Linked DNA regions of Mus musculus: region 2 is linked to region 1. The links are chromatin contacts, called in public Hi-C maps. All regions are on one chromosome and are shown on one strand. The core of a region is the stretch at or near the end of the contact, and the rest is flanking DNA. Distances in the headings are between cores, read along the strand shown.

What was found. Hi-C and Micro-C count contacts between places; a contact is called where the count stands out from the background.
Region 2: a Hi-C map of B cells shows a contact between it and region 1, with 5 read pairs. The contact joins the promoter of N4bp2l2 here to the promoter of Slc7a1 in region 1. A contact is called at or near these places in 1 of 39 promoter capture datasets (pre-B cells), 1 of 484 Hi-C or Micro-C datasets (B cells) and 1 of 9 other capture datasets (adipose tissue).

What each region holds. Positions count from the first base shown.
Region 1 is chr5:148,396,962-148,402,449 of GRCm38.p6, reverse strand. Slc7a1 (solute carrier family 7 (cationic amino acid transporter, y+ system), member 1) reads left to right here and starts at 2,546. Exons shown (of 13, transcript NM_007513.4): 1 at 2,546-2,721.
Region 2 is chr5:150,662,898-150,668,385 of GRCm38.p6, reverse strand. N4bp2l2 (NEDD4 binding protein 2-like 2) reads left to right here and starts at 2,774. Exons shown (of 6, transcript NM_201369.3): 1 at 2,774-2,885.

The sequences.
Region 1 (5,488 bases), core at 1,297-3,796:
GAAAGGGTTGAACCTTTTCCTGAGACAGGATTTCTCTTTGTAGACACGGCTGTCCTGGAAATCTCTTCATAAACTAGGCTGGCCTCAAACTCAGAAATCTGAGTGTTGGGATTAGAGGGACGAACCACCACTGCCCAGCTCAAAGGGTTGGCTTTCGATCAAAATCACAGGGGCTGGGGAGATGGTTCCACGGGTAAGAGTGCATTGCACGAGGACCCGTTTGAATCTCACACCCACTTTACAAGCTGGGAATGGCTGCATGTGCCTTTAACCTCCAAACTGGGAGGCAGAAATGAGCAGATTACAAGCATTCGCTGACCAGGCAGCCTTACCAAAAAGTGATGAGTGTGGGGGCTCATTGAGAGATCCTGCTTTATGTCAGTAAGGCAGACAGTGATAGAAGGATACACTTGATATCATGTTTTGGCCTCTGCATGTCTGAACACTGACATGTGATATGTGTGCAACACACACACACACACACACACACACACACACAGAGTCAAATAACAAAACTATGGTTTAAAGATCTTAATTGTAGCCAGGCTTGGTGGCACACACGTTTAACCCCAGCACTTGGGGAGGCAGAGGCAGATGTGTCTCTGAGTTCGAGGCCATTCTGGTCCATAGAAAGTGAGTTCCATGAGAGCCAGGGCTGCATAGTGAGATCCTGTCTCAAAAAAAAAAAAACAAAAACAAAAACAAAAACAAAAACAAAGCAAAACAAAAGCAGTAAAGCTGAAGTTGGTCTTCTAGATAGGAATGAGCTGAAGAAAGCAGGTAGAAGTTACTGTCTCTGCATAGTAGAGGCAGGGAGAAGGGACAATAGAGAAAAAGCTGCCTAATATCTGGTTGATCCAGCTTGCTCTTTTTGGTTAAGGGTTTATGCACAGAGAATCATTACATAAACTGGTCATCGCTAATTTCCTAATTTCTTGAGAGGTCAGTTTAGCTTCAGCTTATTGGTGTGGGATTTTATTACCCGTGACTCCGTTTTTTGATTTTCAGCTTGTTTGACGGGACCTGTATCACACCAAAATCCCAGACGAGGACAGGGCAAGCAGTTTTTAAGAGAACGTAAATTTTCATAAGCAGTAGTGTGCCGATTTGTGGAGGACACACAGTGAATAGCGTTCGAATTCGGAGTCAGATACTCATCTGGTGCTGAAGGCAAAGCTGGTGGGCGCTGAAAGATGGGAGGTTTCCCTCTGTGAGAAGGGGGCACCTGGTAAAGATTCAGGAGACCTCCCTACTAGATTGGCAGGAATCAGTTCATCACCGCATGATTGACACTTACTTCTGTTGGCTGTTGGAAAACAAAGCATGTTTGATGCCTTGTTATTATCACAAACGCTGTTAGAAGTGCTTTAATGTTATCTTACAAGTGTTAGAAGTGCTTTAGTGCTATCCACCTCCCTCTACGTATTCATTAAGACTTTTTGGCTGGGCAATATAAATTAATACATCGTTAGTTTAATTCTATGGGAGTATCAACAGCTGTGGCTGACAATGAATCCCTTTACTGATAAGGCACACTTGAGAACACACATAGCATCCACCTTCTCTTTTCTCTTTTTCTTTTCTTTTCCTTTCTTTTCTCTCTTTCTTCCTTTCTTTCTTTCTTTCTTTCTTTCTTTCTTTCTTTCTTTCTTTCTTCTTTCCTTCCTTCCTTCCTCTCTCTCTCTCTCTCTCTCTCTCTCTCTCTCTCTCTCTCTCTCTCTCTCTCTCTCTCTTTTTTTAACAGGATTTCTCTGTATAGCCCTGGCTGTCCTGAAACTCACTCTGTAGACCAGGCTGGCCTCAAACTCAGAAATCCACCTGCCTCTGCCTCCCAAGTGCTGGGACTAAAGGTGTGTGCCACCACTGCCGGGCTTCGATATAATTCTTTATAAAAACTTTTATCTTATGCATATTTATGGTTTACCTGTGTATGTCTGTGCATCACATTCAAGACTTACAGATTAGTTGTGAGCCCCCATGTGGGGAGTCAGAACTGGGTCCTCTGAAAGGGTTGTCAGTGTTAACCGCTGAGCCATCCCTCAGCCCTATAGACTGTAGTTCTCGATTTTGGAGCAGAGATCAGAAGGAACCCTGAAGACTAGATTTGGGTACTAAACTTGGGGAGAGTCCCGCGGGTGTGAACTGCCTGAACTGTTCTGTTGGCTATGTGGAGGAACTACCTTGTATCAAAGGGAGGCTTGCAGGTTCTGGGGCCCTTCCTGACCAAGGCGGAGGCTAAGGCGTTAGCTAGGGCACAGCCGTAAAGTAGTCCAATGTCAAAAGAAGATTTACAACTAAGTCCAAAAAAAAAAAAAGTCTTTAAAATGTGTCTTACATCCAGTTTGGAGCAAGAAACCTGGTCGTCAGCTGTCCGTGGCTCCCCAGGAGGGGGCTCGCACCCCTCAGCCTGTGCCATCAGCTCTGACTCAAGCTCAGTTGCGGCTGCGGAGGACCAAGGGCGCGCGCGGGAGGCGCCCAAACCGGCGGGGAAGCCCGGTCTCGGGTGTCCCCGCCCACAGGGGCGCGGCCGCGCGGCGCTGTCATTGGTGCCCTGGAAGCTGACGCGCAGCACTGGCCGTGGCCGTGGGGCCCGCGGAGGGCGGCGCGCGGCTGATGAAACCGGCTCGGATTCCGCCCGCGTGCGCCATCCCCTCAGCTAGCAGGTGTGAGAGGCTTTCTACCCGCGGTCTCCACACAGCTCAACATCTTGCCGCCTCCTCCGTGAGTACGCGATCCTTGTGATTGCCCAGGAAGCTCTGAAAGCCTGAGTCACCTCGGTGTGCGTGTGTGTCTGTGTGTGTGGCCTCGGGTGGCGTTTCAGGCAGGGCGAGGGTTCTTCTTATCCTCTCCATCTCCGGGGGATGGGTGCGTGGGGCGGGCACCAGTGTTCCGGTCGCCTCCTCCGAGTCCATCTTGGTCCTTTGCAGGCGCGGCGTGGTGCATGATGCAACAGCGGGAGGGAGTGAACACGGGCGACCCGGGTGACGCCCGCCACGCGTGGCGCCGTGTGTAGGCTCCACGTGGGCGCGGGGACCCATCTACGCAGGCTGCCCCGGGTGGCATCCGGAGTCACGGCAGTCTGGGAGACCTTCCCTTACATGGCGCGGTGCGCGGCACCCCGCCCCGCCACGCGGTCCCGGGCAGTGTCGTCAGCCGAGCCGCGCGCAGGATGGACTCTTGTCAGGTCTCGCAGGCATGACCCGAGACCTGAGATTCCTGTCCTCCGGGTCGCCTCATAGTCTCCAGAGGTCCCTTTGGAGGGACTCCCTCTTGGGTGGGTTTTCCTTGTGACCCGATTCGGCCTGCACAGACTGTTCTTCCAGATGGTGTGGAGTGGGAGGAAGTTCTTCCGGCTCCGTAGACAACCTGTGCTCCGTGTGTTTCTGTCCAGTGGAAGACTTCCTGGGCACGATCAGGTCACCAGCCAAGGGTGTCCGCAGAGCAGTCCAGTGTCGCTCGCTCCAGCCCACTGCTGTGTGGACTTGTGTGTTAAGATAGCCAGACATGTGCTGGGATAGGCAGACATGTGCTGGGATAGGCAGACATGTGCTGTCAGGAAAACAAAACAAACTAAAAAACTACATTTCCCAGCACCCACAGTTATACTCTCACGTGCAGGAGGACAGGGTTTCAACCATAGGTGTATTTCTTCTAAAGGTGAGTAAACTTTCACTAGAATCCGGAGCGTTATCTTCTGCGTTATCTTTTGGTTGACTGTCTTAGCTGTCATGGAGTCAGCTGGTAATTGGGATTTTTGTAACATTTCTTGCCCTTCATGTGTGGTTAAGATAATAGGAAACCTCGACACAGTCATCCCCCTGGTATTTTTAGTTGGTCTCAATGGAAATTATTATTTTGACTAGAGCACACCCTTCTGCCACTAAAACAAAAGGGCGTGACTCACGAGATCAGAATAGACATTTAGAGGGGGAAAGTCACCCCATGAATTGAAACAGCTCTGAAAAGTTTAGCGTTTTGAGATCATGTTTTACTTAAGGGTGAAATTTAGAGGGTATATAAGGGAGGGTGGGGGGGGGTGAATAAACCAAAGGAACTAGTTAAGTAGAGATAAGAGATACCCCAGTGGCTAGGGCTGAATCTCACAGCCCCAGGGCTCTTTCTTGGCCCATAATTACAGGTTTTAGATTATTATTATTATTTTTTAAAGGTATGAAGACAAGCTGGCTCCCTTCGGGATTTCTCTTCTAAGACACATGGTCATTATTATATTTGGTAGATCAGTTTCTCCCCACCCCCACCTCACCCTGTGCTCCACCCACAACCCAGCTTCACAACCAGCCTCAAACTTGCTACTTTGCAAAAGATGACCTTGATCCTTTTGCCTCCCACTGTGTCCCTGGGATTACAGGCATTTGCGCGGATCCCAGTTCATGCAGAGCTGGAGAGCGTACCCAGGGGTCTCCTGCACACTCAGCTGCAGGTTTGCACAGTGGGCACCTGACAGGCCGGGTTATTTTTTCTCAGGCCCCAGGACACTTTTTTTTTTTTTGGGGGGATGTAATTAAATGCATTTATTGCTGTTTAAGCCTGCATTCTTTTCATTAGACCCGCCCGGCAGAAATAAGTAACTACATACATGGTCGCATTATGCTCAGGAAATTATGCCTTTCTCCAGAGTTAGAAGTATTTACTAATCCTAGGGAGGAGTATGAAGAAGGAAGACATGGTTAGGGGAAGAAATACCCGGTAACCTGGTGCTTGTCTGGATATCTGTGCCATGTTACCTACAGGCATCTCCTGAAATGTCTTGGTATTTCATCTGGTTCTTAGTCATCACTCCAGGCAGGACCTATAGATAAGACCTTAGAGCGGTGGCTCTCAACCTTTCTAGTGCTGCAACCCTTTAATACAGTTCCTCTTGCTGTGGTCACCGCCAACCATAAAATGATTTCGTTACTACTGCACAAGTGTAATTTTTGCCACTGTTATGAATCATAATGTAAATATATGATATGCAGGGTATCTGATATGGGACCCCTGTGAAAGGGTTGTTTACTCCCCAAAGGGTTGGGAAACCACTGCCCTAGTGTTTTCTTCATAGTTGGCCCCTTGGGGGTGGGGTGGGGCTGGGGACATAGGGAGTGGGTATTTGAGATTCGTGTGTGTGCTTGGGATTAATACCAGGGCCTCTCACATGCAAAACATATGCTAGGGACTGTGTCCCCTGGCCCACTGCCTGGATACATTTTAACAATCCATCCAGTAAGATTGGCTAGGGTTTCTATGTGAGGAGAGAGCAAGATGCTGTACTGAGGGAAAGGGGTAGGCTGGTCAAGAATCCTGTTGGGTGGAAGAGGGACATTCACGCTATTCATTTATATCTAGTCTAAAGGTTTACTTTTATTTATGTGGATGTGTCTGTGTGGATATTTGTCACGTGTGTGGGTACCCCTAAAAGCCAGAGAGTGTTGAATCCCTCGGAGCTTGGGTTACAAGCGGTTGTTGACGTCTGATATGGGTGCTGCTT
Region 2 (5,488 bases), core at 1,525-4,024, 2.3 Mb before region 1:
ATTTGTTGTTAGTCAGGGTTCACTAGAGTCACAGAACATAGAGAATAAATCTCTCTTTATATGTACACGTGTATGTATATGTATACATATATATATATATGCATATGTCCATACACATATATGGAATTTATTGGAATGACTTACAGGCTGCAGTCCAGCTAATGCAACAATGGCTTGCGGTGAACAGAAAGTCCAAGAACCCAGTAGTTGCTCAGTCCCACAAGGCTGGGTGTCTCAGCTGGTCCTCCATCTATGCTGGAATCCCATAGAAGAAGGCTCCAGTGCCCGTGAAGGAATGGATGTGCTAGCAGGCAAAGAGCAAAAGCTTCCTGCTTCCGAGCTCTTATATAGACTTCCAGCAGAAAGAGTGAACATTAAAGGCATTTCTTCCCAATTCAAGATGTGGATCAAAGGCATGCATGTGTCTTCTCATCTCAAAGGTCAGAACTAGAAATGGACTCTCCCACTCCAGACCAAACAAAATCTTTCACAGGTTATGTCCTCCATTTCCAGATTGTGACTCATTCCAGATAGACAAGCTGACGACCAAGAATAGCCATCACATATGTAATCTCTGACAATGACACCAGAATCTTGTTAAGAGGGTGTTCATATTCAGAGGATGCTGATGGGTTCTGGTGTGCTATAGTAAGCATCAACTGAAGGAGGCAGTATATACACTTTTATATGAAAATCATGTTTCAAGACGTCAGTGGTGGCTTGGCTCAATGATAGAGGGCTTAGCTGCCATACTTGAGGTCCTAGGTTCAATTCTTAGAAGTTGTATTAGTCAGGGTTCTTTAGAGTCACAGAACTTATGGGTAGTCTCTATACAGAAAGGGAATTTATTGACGATTTACAGTCTGTAATTCAAGTCCCCAACAATGGTCAGCAGCAGCAGTGAATGGAAGCCCAACATCTAGATCAGTCCCACAAGGCAAGGAGGCGAAGAAGAGAGAGAGTGAATCTTCCTTCTTTCAATGTCCTTATGTAGGTCTCCAGCAGACAGTGTGGCCCAGATTAAAGGTGTGTGCCACCATGCCTGGATCTGTCTGGGACTTGCTTTGTCCCGGATGACCTTGAACTCAGAGATCTCCCTGTCTTAATCTTTAATTCTGAGCCACTATGCCTCAAGGTCTCCATGCCAAAATCCAGGTCAGAAACTTGTATCTCCCAGCCTCCAGATTAGCTCACAGGTGAGAGCTTTCCAATTCTGGATTGTAGTTTATTCTAGATAGAGTCAAGTTGACAACCTGGAATAGCCACTACAGGACTGAAGCTGTGTGTGTGTGTGGGGGGGTGGTGGTGAATGTTAAAGGAACAGTGTTTCCAGCTGCTGTGGGACAATGGGATATAGGAGGGTGCTGGAGCAATGTGCAGAATAGACAATAGATTTGGTGTTACATTCTAGAACACTCCACCAGAGTCTTCACAAGAGAAGGGTAGTAATAGGGACTGGTAAGAACTGGGACGAGGACACTGCTTTTCATAAAGTAAATGGGTTTTCTCTCTTTTACACAACACTCTTAAGAGAGAGAGAGAGAGAGAGAGAGAGAGTGTGTGTGTATACATATTTACACACACACACTCAGGTGTATATATATGTATATATACACTCAGGTAAAACACTCACATAAAATAAAATAGTGATTTGTTTTAGTTTGTTTTGTTTTGTTTGAGACAGGGTTTCTCTGTGTAGCCCTGGCTGTCCTGGAACTCACTCTGTAGACCAGGCTGGCCTTGAACTCAGAAATCTGCCTGCCTCTGCCTCCCAAGTGCTGGGACTAAAGGCGTGCTCCACCACTGCCCGGCTTCACTGTGCTTTTTATCTATTATACTTATAAATTAAAACATTATTGTGGGGGCTGGTGAGATGGCTCAGAGGGTAAGAGCACCCGACTGCTCTTCCGAAGGTCCAGAGTTCAAATCCCAGCAACCACATGGTGGCTCACAACCATCCGTAACAAGATCTGACTCCCTCTTCTGGTGTGTCTGAAGACAGCTACAGTGTACTTAAAATAATAAATAAATCTTTAAAAAAAAAAAAAAAACATTATTGTGTTGGAGACAAGACTTATTCAAATATGCTGAGATGGCCGATCTTCTTGTGCGGGCCCAAACGAAACAAGGGGTGGAGAGGACGACAGGCTAATAGAAATGGAAAGGAGAAAAAAAAAGACCTTTAACTGGAGCTAGTCATTTGGTTGGTATTTAGTTTTAATTCAATACATATTTATATAGCAGTTTTCCTATATCTGGAAGTAAGATACTTTATAATTTCTTCTCCCCAAGAGTCATCTGTTATGGGGTTCTGAGGTGCAGGCACTCTATTTTGCCACAGTTGTTCAGAAGCTTAAAATTATACTAAATGGTGTTTCTGAGAAACCATAGCAACTGAGTTCTGTTACACAAAATGTTTTCCCCTTTGAAGCCTAGGCTGATTCTTTTGTCTCCTGAAAAGCCTGAAAACTGTTCACTCACCACAGAGGCTTGCGCGTCCATCCACCTGGGGGCGCCAAGCACTCTTGTTCTTTTTGAGTCGTGAACCCCAGAGGACGTCGCTGCCTTTATAGATAAAGGTGATGTTTCTTTAAGAAACTTCCCCCCACTACAGGGCGGGGAACAAGACTGAGTCTACGTTGGTGGCCAAAATAGCTTGTAAGTCTTGCAATGGACTCTGGAACACTGAGTTTCGGTGCCTTGAGGTAAACGAGGACTGCGGGACGCCGGACTTCAATCCCCATAATGCCGGGCGTGAGCCCGCGGTGCTGCATGGGTAATCCTAGAGGTGGCGGCCATCTTGCGTATGAAACTGCTCCAGCCTCGCGTCTCTTTCCAGCTCCGTTTAATAGCTACGTTTTGGACGGTCTCTCGTCTTCCCGGAGGTTCGTGTGTTCGCGGAAGTTCTTTTTTTTTTTTTTTGGAGGGGGTGGAGTGGGGTGGGGGAGGGCTTGGAGAGGAAGATGGTGGAAGTGCTTACAGAGCGATGGGTCCCGGTGGAGGTGAGGGAGGTATTTCCGGTTTCGTCTGAGCGAACGGCTGGCGCCTGCACCTCCGGCTTTGACACAGCTCTCGCCTCACTGCGAGCGTGGAAGCCCCAAGAGAAGCCTGTCAGCCTTCGGGACCTCCCCGGATTCTTAGAAGGGATCTTGACGTTTTCCTTAGGGACGGAGAAGCCGGAGCGCCCCTGGCCTGGCAGCCCGCCCCCGGTCAGGAGGCCTTGGGGGCCCGGCAGGTAGGGCGCTGACGACGTCGGTCCACCCTGCTGCACTTGCTTGGTTGGCTCTTGACGTTAGATTGAGGACATGGGAGCATGTGGCCGAGGTGGGGGCTCTTTCCGGGAACCTGGCTTTTCTCCGCAGTTGGAGCTTCCTTCGTCTCTGCTAATGGCTTGTCGCCTTTCTTCTCGTTTGTAGGGTTTGGGTTTTGATTCCAAGAGCAGGCCAGATGTGACCAAAAGAGCGCTTTTGGTTTCTTAACGCCCCTCCCTCTATGACAAGAGAAGCGAAGTTGTGATTTTTTTAAAAAGACATAGTCTCTCCCAACCAGGCTGCTCTGCAACCCATTTGTGTAGCCAACCCATACTGGACTGGAAATCTATTGATAGGATTACAGGTTTGAGCTACCACGGCCTGTCAAGAGTAATTTTAATTACATTTATTGACAGGGTCTTGGGTAATACAGACTGACCTTGAACTTACTGTGTAGTCCAGGCTGGTCTTGAGCTCCTTTCAACACCTGCCAAATGCTAGTGTTGCAGTCATAGACCACCCTGCCTAAAAAGTGTATTTTTCAAGTTAGAGAAACTACTAGAAAAGATGAATGATTTGATTTTTAAAGTTTTCTGATTATTTTCCCTAAGCATAATTTGTATCATCACTAAAACTCAAAACTTTTTTTTTTCCAAATTATTACATTCAATTGGAAAACTGCTTTTATACTACTTAAAAGAAAAAGACCCCACAAAGACTGCGTTTTTAGTTAACCTGGTATTTGGATGCTAAAGAGAGATAATTGTTTGGAAGTTAAAGTATATACTACAAAAGACATGATGATTTTAAACAGGAAGGTATTTGTGGTACAGTGTACTGAAGGAAAATGAGATTTTGTAACTTGTGATTCATGTAAAAGAGTTGTCTATGAGCCCGGATGCCAGGGCAGGGCTCTTGACTGTAAAGATGAAAAGGAATGCAAGGACGCAGGCAAGGCTATCTTGTCTGAGTTGACACCATCTGGCTGGAACCTCCCCTCTGTCTATTGCCCCTTGGCGCCGGGTAAAGTCATACATCAACTGGTTGCTATGTGAACAAGATAAGCCCCCAGCCCACAAGAACAAAGTCCTGATGCCCTTTTGCTGAAGCCAATAGTGTGTCTAGTGTGTAGCTATGCTGAATTCCACACCCCTAAGCCCCTCACCCCATAAAAACCCCTAGCTTTTGAGCTTCGTGGCCGACATCCGTTATCTCCTGTGTGGGATGCATGTCGGTCCAGAGCTCCGTAATTAAACGACCTCGTGTAATTACATCGAGATGGTCCTTCGTGATTTTTTGGGTGCACGCGAATCAGGAATTGAGTCGGGGTTTCCCCACGATCTATCAGTACCATAGGCAACTTAAATGTCAACTCTGTATCTGTACATACATATATAAATACATACAGTATGGATTCAAGTTTCCAAATTTAAGTTTGTTTTTTGGTTTTGTGGTTTTTTGTTTTTTTTTTTTTTTTCGAGACTGGGGAGACAGGGTTTCTCTGTATAGCCCGTCCTGGAACTCACTTTGTAGACCAGGCTGGCCTCAAACCTAGAAATACGCCTGCCTCTGCCTCCCAAGTGCTGGGATTAAAGGCGTGTGCCACCTTAAACTCTAGGTTCTTAAACTCTAGAGTGGATTGTTTAAAGATAGGACTGGTAGCACAGGCTTGTAATCTCAGCAACTCAGAAGGATGGAAAATCCAGGGCATTACTGTATTCTACAGAGTGAATTTAAGGCCACCCTTGTCAACTTCGTGAGACATTCTCACAACATGAAAAAAAGACATCGGGTATAACTCTGTAGTGAGGTGCTTGTTTAGCTTGCATGAGATCATGTTCATTTTCTGTACCTCCAAAAAGAATGAGGTGCACATATTTTTAGATGATATGAACTTCAGACTCCTCCCATAAATTATTATGACAGCACTTAAAATAAGTGATTATAAAATTACAGGCTGGGCTGGTGAGATGGTCAGTGGGTAAGAGCACCCAACTGCTTTTCCAAAGGTCCGGAGTTCAAATCCCAGCAACCACATGGTGGCTCACAACCATCTGTAACAAGATCTGACTCCCTCTTCTGGAGTGTCTGAAGACAGCTACAGTGTACTTACATAAAATAAATAAATAAATCTAAAAAAAAAAAAAAGGACACAAGATCGTCTGACTTCTTTAAAAAAATAAAATAAAATTAATTACAGGCTGCTGACTGTAGTTGGGAAGGTCTTACTTTTTTTT